Regions from separate parts of the Drosophila melanogaster genome. Here region 1 is linked to region 2. Evidence: chromatin contacts called from public Hi-C data. All regions are on one chromosome and are shown on one strand. The core of a region is the stretch at or near the end of the contact, and the rest is flanking DNA. Distances in the headings are between cores, read along the strand shown. Region 1 holds the start of wdb (widerborst). Region 2 holds the start of CG3368.

The links. A called contact is a pair of places that touch in the nucleus more often than the background predicts.
Region 1: a Hi-C map of the Kc167 cell line shows a contact between it and region 2, with 2.6 times the contacts expected there. The contact joins the promoter of wdb here to the promoter of CG3368 in region 2. A contact is called at or near these places in 6 of 107 Hi-C or Micro-C datasets (the Clone 8 cell line, the D17-c3 cell line, the Kc167 cell line and 3 more).

What each region holds. Positions count from the first base shown.
Region 1 is chr3R:27,580,107-27,585,554 of dm6, reverse strand. wdb (widerborst) reads left to right here and starts at 3,314. Exons shown (of 9, transcript NM_170340.2): 1 at 3,314-3,966. pins (partner of inscuteable) reads right to left here and starts at 2,715. Exons shown (of 2, transcript NM_080260.4): 1 at 1,181-2,715; 2 at 1-922. The coding sequence starts at 2,467. The coding sequence ends at 233.
Region 2 is chr3R:27,282,081-27,287,619 of dm6, reverse strand. CG3368 reads right to left here and starts at 3,840. Exons shown (of 3, transcript NM_143298.2): 1 at 3,716-3,840; 2 at 1,593-3,662; 3 at 172-1,534. The coding sequence starts at 3,778. The coding sequence ends at 305. It overlaps mrt (martik), which reads left to right and starts at 4,959. Exons shown (of 3, transcript NM_001260398.1): 1 at 4,959-5,003. It overlaps bigmax, which reads left to right. Exons shown (of 3, transcript NM_143299.3): 3 at 1-254. The coding sequence ends at 122.

The sequences.
Region 1 (5,448 bases), core at 2,065-4,564, 300 kb before region 2:
CCCTAATATTTGGTTACGTGGTTAGTTGCTATTCATAAATTAATGCTTTTCGTGTACGTGTGTATATATAAATCTTGTAAAAGAACAAAATGTTTAGCAGCCAATTTCCGAAAATAAACGACTGAATAAATGGCCGCAAGATGGGCTTACAACGAAATGAGTCAGGAGCTGCGGCCAGGGATGGATTTATAGGATTGTTTGGTTGGACTTCAGCTTTTTGGACTACAACTCTCTACTTTCCAGCTCCGCCGGCTGAACCGTTGTTGTTGCTGCGGCTATTGTTGTTATTGTTGGCATTTCGGAACGGAATCGAGGCGCGCTGATCCTCCATGCGACCGCTCTGGACCTTCATGATCAGTGAGAAGAAGTCCTCATCGGGGACGGTAGCTCCACGTCCGGTCTGTCCGCGTGGTGCCCCTGGAACAGCAGCCTCTGGGACGGATCGCGGTGGTGCCTCCGCCTCTGCGTCCATGGTGACATTGGGGCGCGGTAACTCGGACCGCTGCTCCTCCAGACGCGAGCCTTGGCAGCGCATAAGCATGTCTAGGAAGTCATCATCGGGCTGCTGCGTAGTGGTGGCGCTCCTGGCGAGCGGCCCATGTCCAATGGCTGATGGATTCGCCGACGACGGTGACTTGAGGCCAGGCAGGTTGGTGGGATCCACGAACAACGAGTTCTGCTGCACAAGCGGCTTACGCGTGGCGCCAGTGGCCACCGCCGGAGCTCCGGCGGGATTCACCTTGATCGAACAGCGCTGGTCATCCATGCGCTTCGACTGCGACCGCGAAAGCATCTCGAAAAAGTCGTCGTCTTTGGCTTTCCTGGTCGCCTGTGCTCGTAGCTTTTCCTCCTGCATGCGCTTTCCATCGGGAGTGATCTTGATCAGGTCCAACTGCTCCATGCTCTGGCGACGAACGCGCACCTGACGGGAAGCAATTAAAGTAATAAATTTAGCTATGTATCTTTCAGGGGTTTCAATTTCTCAGCATGTGCTCGAATCGAAAGTTTAACGATGTGTTTTGGTACAAAGTATAAATATTTACGCTAACATAAAGGGGCAAACACTGCAAGCAGCAGGTGTCCACTTCGAAAAATAGAACAAACGGACTGCCAGTATTGTTTAAAAATATCTCAGGAATCATTCATATTGCTTTATGTTGTTGCAGCTCGTTTCTCTTACCATTCTTCCTTGCGAGTTCTCCGATCCATCCGACTGATTTCCGCTGGCCGAGTGATCGGAGGCGGTGGATCGAGCCTCCTCCTCGGTGGGTGAAGGCTCGGAGTCGGGCATTCCGAGTAGCTTTCGTAGATCGGAGATGTTCACCCTGGCTGTGCTTTCACCCACCGGGTCGTGCAGCTCCTTGGCCAGTTGAAGATGCTGTTCCGCATACTTTAGGGCCCGCTCATGACCACCGATGGCAGAGTGGGCATTGCCCAGTGACCAGCAGGCCCTGGCCTCACCAATTCGATCGCCCAACTCCTGGGCAATGGCCAAGTGTCGATTGTGATACTCGATGGCAGTGTTGAACTCGTGCAGCAACGTGTAGGTGTTGCCCAAGCTGTAGCAACTCTGGGCCTCCACTTCGCGTTCACCCAACTCAACGGCCAAAGCCAAGGTGCGTTTGTAGTGTTCGGCGGCGTCCTCGAATTGTCCCAGGAATATGTGCGAGTTGCCAAGATTACTGTTGGCCCTTCGCTCAGCCGCGCGATCACCAAACTCTCTGGCAATGCGCAGTCGCTCCTGATGATGCTCAATGGCCGCTTGGAAATCGCCTAGTAGGTAGTAGGTATTTCCCAGATTACCACAAGCTCGACCTTGAGCACCACGATCACCCAGATCCCGCATGAGCTTCAGATTCTCCTGGTAAAACTCCACGGCACGGGTGAGCGCCTCCTTGACATCGTCGCCGAACTTTCCAGGGTTTCTCTGACCCAAGTGCTTGCCCTTGGCGTGGTAGACATTTCCTAGGTTGTAAAGAGCGCGTCCCTCGGACAGACGATCTCCCAGCTGCCTGGCCAGCGTTAGGTGCCTCTCGCAACAGATGGCCGCCTCGTCGAAGCGACCCATTACCTTGAGGGTGTTGCCCAGATTGCCAGAGGACTTGGCCTCGCCCAGTCGGTCGTTCATGCTCTTGGCCAGCGTAAGATCGTGTTTGTGGTACTGCATCGCCTTGTTGTAGTCGCCTAGGTAGAAGTAGGCGTTGCCCAGCTGGGAGTAGATGGCGGACAGAGTGCGAAGATCCTCGGTTCCGGCCTGAATGGCCGCCTGGAAGAAGGCCACGCCCGCCCGGCAGTCACCCGCCTTGCAGAGGCGTTCACCCTCGAGGGCCAGTTCCAGGCACATACTGGATCCTCCGTCGGATCCGGAACCCTGCTGGGAGTTGCCGTCGTGGGAAGTAGTTCCTCCTCCGCCCGATCCCAGTCCCAAACTGGACACATTCTCCGCGGACGCAGAGAGCGAGGACATTCTGCTGCGAAGTCTCGCCTTTTTGTCGCGATGCTCCTTTTTGAGGGGCAGGTGCTCTGAAAACTGGGAGTTGTCCACTTTGCGGCGATGTTTTGGGGTCGATCTTTGGGGTTTTTAGCTAGCCTCTGGCTGGTTTTGAACTGCTGGTGGGTAAACTTAACTGCGACAGGTGAAATTTCAGCAATTAAGCGATCTTTTGTACCGTTTTTTTGACTAATTAGTGCGTTTCTGATTCACGACCAGTGTGACCGATTGGGGTCGATGAGAATACCAAGCAGATTAGAAAGAAATACCAACTTTATATGGTATGTCGTTGGATTTAAAAATAATATCTGTTATATTTTGTTTTAAGTCAATTGAACAATTTTAAATTACTTGTTATTTTTCCCCTACAACAAAGATACTATGAAAATTATATAAATAATATGCCTTTACCTCATGACCATAGCTTACATATCAGCAATATTTAGTAGCCCAATTGGTAATATTATATATATAATTACATTGTTTGATGGTTAATGTATGCATGCCGTTTGATTTAAAACTAATTTTTTTTTAACTTTAAGAAAAAGCAGTTTAAATTCATTTATTAGAATTCGAATTAGAAATCTTATCAGATGGTTGCCCTAATTTGAGAAATGTTAGCCACTGCAAGACCATAGCTTATAAAGGATCAATACTTATGAGCCAAGCTAAAACACAATTTTATCATAGTCTTTTCTTATTTTTGTAACGTATTAGTAAAATCTAAAATATATTGGCATAGTTAACATTTATCATTTTCGGTCAACAAGCCATAGCCCTCATCCCTATCAACCGTAGTTGGTAGCCAGCACTTTTGCAGACGCGCTTTGCAACACTAATCGCTTCAAAGATGGCGTCACTTCTACGGTGTCTGTGTGAACGATTCTAGTTGCCGCTGGAGAAAATTCGTAATTCTCGCATAAAGCGCACCTGCCGGTTACCAAAATCGATTGAAAAGCGAACGTCCCATATTGCGGCGCGATAAGCGGGTGAAATTGTGGCAGTGCGTGCGCGATAGACTGTTAGAAAAGCAGTGCAAATTGGAAGTCCGGATGCTCGAAGGTGTGTGTGTGCGTCGCTTTTTTTGTGCGGTTTTCAGCTGCAGTCGGCCAACAGTGCAACGCAAACATTGTGTTCTAAATTACATAAAGCAGGGAATTTCTGCACGAAGGCAACCGAAAAAAGGACTAAAAGGAAAAAATTAGCCACACAAAAGGAGAGCGAGTGCGACAGGGAAGGAGGGATACAGAGCGAGCGAGAGGTCGATAACGATAGCCTTGTTTGGTTATCGCCCTCGATAGGAAATAAAAACGGGAGAAAAACTTGAAAGCAGCGGCGTCTTTCAGTTCGCCGGTGTGCCCGTGCGTTGGATGGTATTTTGTGGTATTTTCATTCATTTTTGGGACTGTAGTGTGACCGTGTGTGGGAGAGAGCCGCCTAAATAGAGAGCGCGACGCGCAACAACAGTTTCTGTGGTGAGTTGAAACGAAACTCACCACGCTCTCACCCAGAAATCTGGCACAGTGGTCTCGAAACAAAAGCCAAATGAGTAATCGCACCTGGGGAATCTAGCTAAATATCAGCACCAAACAATTGAAAGTCAGCTAGATGAAAACAATAACAATAGTAATACTATTCGAAGTACTAATACTAATCAATTGGAGGCAGGCTTTTCGTTTGTGTGTGCCTGCTCCCTCTCGCGTATAGTATATACCCATGTGCCAGAGAGAGCAAGCCGAAAACGAAAAGAGAGCGCGAGAGTCGGACGAAGGAAAAAAATATCGCCACAGTTGCCGTATGCCGCCTTCGTCGTCGGTTGCAAAAGATATAGAAATCTTTTATATACACACATACGCAGTCGGTTTTTAATAAATTCTGCAGCGAAAATTCCAAGCCCGAATAAAGAAGGAGAAATAAAAGGCAACTAAACAAAGCCGAGTGCAAAATTAAAGCCAAATTTCCAAGGCGAATGCAAATTTTTCAAGTGCGCAGTAAGCGGCTAAATCCCCAGACGCAATTCGGTGTTTCAAAAGTTTTAATAAATAAATAAATATGTAATTACGCTCGCAATCCAGCCAGCCCGCACACACACACGCACACACAAATACACGCACGCAATCGGTTAGAATTCGTATGAGCATATATATTTTTTACTTATATTATTTTTAGAATATCGATTTTGTGCCGCGTGCGTGTGTGTGTCTCTCTCGCACCGAGTGTGTGTGCCTGTGTGTGTGTTTGAAACATACATATTTATGATAAGTGTGTGTGTCAAGCAGTAAAATGTGTTAAGAATTATGTTCATATAGACACAAGTTACCTAATCTTACTCCTCTTACCTAAATGAGGAAAAAGGCAAAATAGATGAAAGGAATCAACAAACCGAAGTGAAGCAAAAGATAGAGCAAAGGCAACAGCGAAAAGAGCCCCATCAAAACAGCTGCGCTCTCTCACCTTTTACTCATCTTCCCATCCTCTCTCTCTACCCATTCACATTCTTACGCTTCTCCCATTCCCCAAAGTGCGCCCCACTCACTCACACACGTTCGCCATTAAAGATCTTTGTGTATTTTGCTTTGACACCGCATTTACATGTGTTGACCCCACTTGGACAACACAGCCCCCCCCCCCCCTCCCATTCGAACAACCCCCTCCACCCGCGCGATGCGTTGTGCAAAATTCTCTCGTGAACTACAGTTCTAATTCAATTATGCCAACTGCTATACACACATCCACAGTGAAAACCAGCAAGCAGCGCTAAACCGCCAGCCAAAAGCAAAGATAAAACGAGAAAAAGCATCTCCGTGACGTAGGCAAACGCGAGAGCCGAAACCGAAAACCAAAACTGAAACTGAAAAAACTGAGATATCGAGCAGACGAGAATTACAAACTCTGAAATCGAGAAAGGTATGCCAAGACCAACGGAAGTTGGCCCACAGCGAATTTGATTCAAATCG
Region 2 (5,539 bases), core at 2,591-5,090:
ACTGCAAGCCGCACATCCTGCGCAACATACTCAGTCGTACCTTGCAGCAAATGGCGCAGGAGGCTATGGAAAAACAGGAACTTCAGGCCATGGAGCAGGAGTCGAGCGAGGGTTTCAGCTGATCGCGCGGTTAGTTCATATTCTCATTGGTTATTTTAGAAATCCCTGTTTGGTAGATACTTTCGTTACGTTTACTGCGTACAAACATTAAATGCGTCATTTGAATAGTTGTAAAAGCGTTGACAAGGAAAGATAACTTTTTGGCTTAATGATTAAAGATTAGATAAAACTAGATTTGCTAATGCTAGCCGAGAGACTCGACGAGAGCCGCTTTATCCGCACTACCCAGCTGGCCTAGCAGTTCCAGCAGCACATTCCGTGTGTACGGCTTGAAGCGACGAACTCGCTCAGTGACATCCAGCGCGGTGAGCAGCGCTTCAAGGAATCCCTCCAGACGTCCCGCGCTCCACACATGACGTGCTTCGTGCTTTAGTTTCAGCACGCCCGATGTCAGCGTGTAAATCAGTCCCTCGTAGAAGTTCTCCTCCTCCAGATTCGCGGCCAACTTGGCGCTGGCCAGCAGCGCCGCCGGCAGATCGCAGCGGAATTCGTGCGACCGCACAAAGCAGGTGGCCGCCAGTTGGCGGACCTGATCACATTTGTGCCGCAACAAATGCCAACTGAGTCGGCGGAAGCGAATGAGCAGGGGATTTGGCTCTTTCCCGCCCGACGTACGCAAGTGCTCGACCTTGGACAAGAAGGCCAGAAAGAGTATGATGGATGACGTGACCTCCTGGCGATCACAGCACCTCAGCATGTGCTCGCAAGCCTTGGGCAGCAAGCAGCCCAATTCGTCGTAGTCCAGCTCACTGGGTTCCCAGGCGGGTCGTGTGTCAAACTCTGTAGCTTGGCGCTGGCCGACCAGCTTGCCCAGATTGGCGCCAAAGAGTTGAAGTGCCGCATTCGAAATGGTCCATTCGGGGTTGGTGATGTGCTCCATGGCCACCAGCAGAATCTCATTGTAGTACTTGCTCATAGCTGGCCTCAGTTCTGTGTCGCGCACAAGAACGCAAAGGTAATGCAGTACCAATGCCTCCCAGCGATCGTGATTGCTATCGAGACAAACAGTCTCCGCGGTTTGGTTTTCATTTAGCCTCTTAAGAATCTGCTGCACAGCGCGATGGAGCAGCAGCCGCTGTCGTGGATTATCGTTCTTCAGCACGTGAAGGAACATTATGGCGAAGCCGGCACCACGTCGTGTGGTGCTCACTTGACGGCTTTCAGTCAGCAGCTCTCGCTCTAGGCAGTCGTGAAGCATTTGGAATCCCGAATCGCAGCTGTCTAAGCTACTGGTGATGGCACGGGTAAGTCTGCCAATGCTCAAGCCGGCCGCCTCTATGGCTCCTTTGTGCCGGCAAAGCGTCAAAACGGAAACATTAATATTGAGGCAACGACGCAGAGTCTCGGTGTTAACTGTTTTGGCAGACGTTTGCAATTGGTAACACCCAATGCTGGTGGCCAGATCGCAACAGCCCTGCAGAAGGATAAACAAATGATAAGTTTATCAAGAGTTAAGAAATATATCTACGCACCTTCAACGTTAACCAGAAGCTCATCAGTAAGTACTTTCGACAAGCCTCTTCCTCCCCATCACACTTGAAGGAGCTTTCGCTGACCAGCAGCTGGAGACTCTCGTCCATGTCCTGGAAACTGGCTGCTGTGGCTGCCTCTTCCTGTCGCCGGGCGTTGGCCACATTGAGGAACTTGAGAATGCCGCTGAGAATTCTCTCTAGCAATGGCAACAAATCCTCCAGAGGCGTCTCCACTGCCAAGCCAGCCTTGACCACCTCGTCCAAGGCGCAAAGATAGCCAAAGAGATGTCCTCCGCTCTTGGCGGTCTGCAAAGGATCTTCGAAGAAGGGATCTAATTTACCGGTAAGCCTTTTCAGGCACTCATCAAATATCTTTGATCCAGCTTGCTCTTTTGTAACCGCCAACTGTGCGTAGAGGGAAACCAAGGAGCATTGGTCCATATCAGACGTGTGGCACAGTTCGAAGCACCGCTCCACGCACTTTTCACTGTCCACATGGCCCATCTGAATCAACAGGGAGACCGTTAGGTCCAAAGCATCATCGAAACCTTGTGGATTGTTGAGGGTTTCGAAGAGCTGTTGCGCCATTTCCTTTGGACGAAAGACTCCGTGCTCCAGGAGAAATATGCCCATGCGCTGATTCTGCTGAGGACTGCACATTTTTGCATTTTTTGCGACTTCTTCTGCATATAGCGACCTATTTAGGATTTCCAGCAACTTCAGGGCAAAGATCTTGGGTTGATAAACCTCGCTGTGGATGTCCCGCTCAATCAGATGCTGAAGATGTGAAAAGAATCGCTTGATATTCTGAGCCAATGCATGGCCACCCACTCCGATGTCCGCCTTTAGAACCTTTTGAAAGTGCTTGGCCGTGTGATTGATAATCGTTGGCATCTTGCCCAGCATCGTGTTCCGGAACTCTGAGCTTTCCAGACAGCGATGTCGCTCTACAAAGCTGTGAAAGAAATCCAGACAGTCTTCGACGGCAAAGTTTCCCAGATTGTCAACCAGAAAGCGAAAGATCAACAGCTGCGCCTCCGTCTCCATCTGGCTGCAGTTGGTCAACAGCTCGGTGCTGATCTTAAAGAAGTGCAGCTTGGAGGTAGCATATATCTCCCTGGCGAACATGCTGAAGATCAGAATCAGACGTAATTGATCGCTCGGCGACCTTTCCTCCTCGGTGGCCAGGAACTCCACAATCTGAGGATTTGCTTGCAGCAGCTCAAACAACTCTTCCCGCTGTTGGATGCGCAGGAACCACTGCGAATGAAAGTTCTGAATCTCGGCCACACTGCCGTTAAGCAACAGCTCCACACTGGCTGCAAGTAGTGCCGGAGAGCGCTGGTTGCTCAAGCTTTTCACGGGATATTGACTGGCGGCCCGAAGTCCCTTATAGCTCAGGCTGAGCCTTAGGCCATTGAAGAACTCCTCTTCGCTTTGATTCGTTGCCGCCAAGAGATCAGGCAGGGAATGAGAGTTGAGAGCGCCGCTCAGCAGATAGTACTTGTTGCGATTCGTCCATGGCCAGAACTCCACAATCAAGCGAAAGTAGGAGAATGCTCTTTCCGGCTGTTTGCAGCAGTGGTTGTACAGCGTGAGCGTTTCCTCACGGGATCCCGTTTGCGTCTGGCGTTGCAGGCAGTGATAGAAGTGCTCCAACTTCAGCGGAAGGAGTTGCAGCTTGGGGAACTTCTTTACCAGCAAGTTTGTGGCCTTCAGCACGGCCATCAGGCTGGGATTGTTGCGCTGCAGAGCCTCAATTATGGCAGTGGTGCATTTTTCCTCCAGCAGCGCAGCATCGAGACGCTTCCAATGGTCGGTGAGCAGAATGGATTGGAGCATCAGGAAGGCAGTGGGTTGCTCGCTGGTCAAACGCTGGAAAAGATCCGCGAAGTGCGAGTCTTGTAGTTCGTACTTGTGCACTATGTGGTAGTACACACGGAAGCTAATGTTCAGGGCGGCTTGATTGGCACCACTGCACGTGTCCGCCTGCGCCGCCTCATCCTCCTCCGTCTGTATTCGTTGGGCCAGCTGCAGTGCGGCATCCTCCGGGCGGACATCTCCCAGGCCCTAGAAAGAACACAATATGTTACACCTCAGTCCCCGTGCCGTACTCAATTCACCTGCAGGTAGCAGAGGCAATCGCTGGGTCCGATTTTTGGCCGTTTTCCCGGAGATTCCGACATGCCCAATCTCAATTCTCACAACTTTCGTCTTACCACAACCAGGGCTCCACAAAACCGGCCACTGCGCTACGATAATTGCGCGGTAATCGATAATCGATGGCTTTTCGTTATCTAAAAACTTGAAACGCCCAACCGTTGTTGATTAAAAATTATGTTTCCAATTAATGTGACATATAATTTTTATATTTATCATTTATAGCGGTACCAAGTACTTCGTTTAGAGACTCAGTGTTTAAAATTTTCGTTATATTTTGTGAGGGATGGCTGTCTGGTAATGTTAACTAGGTACAGGGTACTGTATTCTGTTTTCTTTTACAGCGTTTTTAAATATTAAAAAGATGATAAATTTTTTTTTTTTTTAATAAACTTTATTAACAACAATCTTTGAATATAAAGCTTTCACAAAGCAGCTGTTTGATACAACCGATAAAATTAATTCGATAGCAGAAATTGCAGATCCGTAAGTTCAAAAGTTTTCTTGACAACCACAGCGCGTACAGGAAACGAGAAAAATATAATATTTTAAAGGTATTTCATGCAATCGATATAACAAACCGAAGACCAAATTGGCTCTTTGTTTTTTCAAGTGAGTGCTCCCTACAAAGTTCGTTATGATAAGAAAATGCATGTGTTTGTGCTCTTGGATTCAATGCTTGCAAGGTTTGCCTCGCGTTTTGTTTATTTATTTGCATACATGAAATTCAGATAAACGTGTGGATTTTCCTAGAACTGGTGCCATGCGTAATTAATGCAAATGCTTTCCGCATTTCCCAGCGTCGTGCTGCTCATCCACAGAGAATAGCTGCAGCCGATTTCAAGTTTCCTGTTCTGGCATCGCTCCCAGTTCGAAAACTCCAGCTTCCCCGCAACCCATCTTTTCGGTCCGCCCAATACTTGTAAATCTAGTTTCGACTGACTTCAGCACATGGCTTTCAGATGCGATACGAGATACAACCTATTCGCATTCTCGGCATCTGCCACCCCGAAAATTTCAAGGAAGCTCGGCTGAATGCGAATTTTTTGAACCAGTATTCAGCAGGTCGCCTATGTACTCGGTGTACATGGAGTTCTTATGCCGCAAAGGGGTAGTTTCTCACCTGTAAGAGGATTCACGAAAACCTTGTTTACCACACAGCTTGGCAGAAGCTCGATTTCCTACTGAGAATCCAATTTACAGTAGTCTCCCGTCGACAAGAACCTGAAATCGAATACCCAAAGGCCTAAGGTAATTCGATATCTTTGCTATTACACAAAAAGCAAGTTATTACAGTCGAGTGCGATTATCTGCGTTCACTTTGCTCTGACTACAGTGCGCACCAAAAGTAATCTCCCACAAGAACTTTGAAATGCTATAGTTAAATCCGTTAAGCCGTGAGTTTCGCTTTATTTTTAAATACTATTGCTCAGTTTCTAAGCTCAGTTATCCAACGGGCTTAAATCTCCAAAGTTTCAAACCTTTGAGCTAACACTCTTAACTTAATCTGCAATATTGAATTTAAAGATTATAGATAGTCTGAAACTTTCCGTTAGAGTCTTCTTCACTTCACGGAGAATGGCAGACGAGCGGAAAACAAAACTTGAAAAATCATTATACTCGATTTCAACATGTGTATACTACATTAAAACTGTAGCTTTTTGCAGTTTTTATTTGCTGTGTGTGTGTGTGTGTGTGTGTGTACGCGCGCGAACCCATAAATTTATATATTCCCCGAAATAACCCCGTTCTTAAAAAAAGAGCGGAATAAAAACGTAAATGGCAGC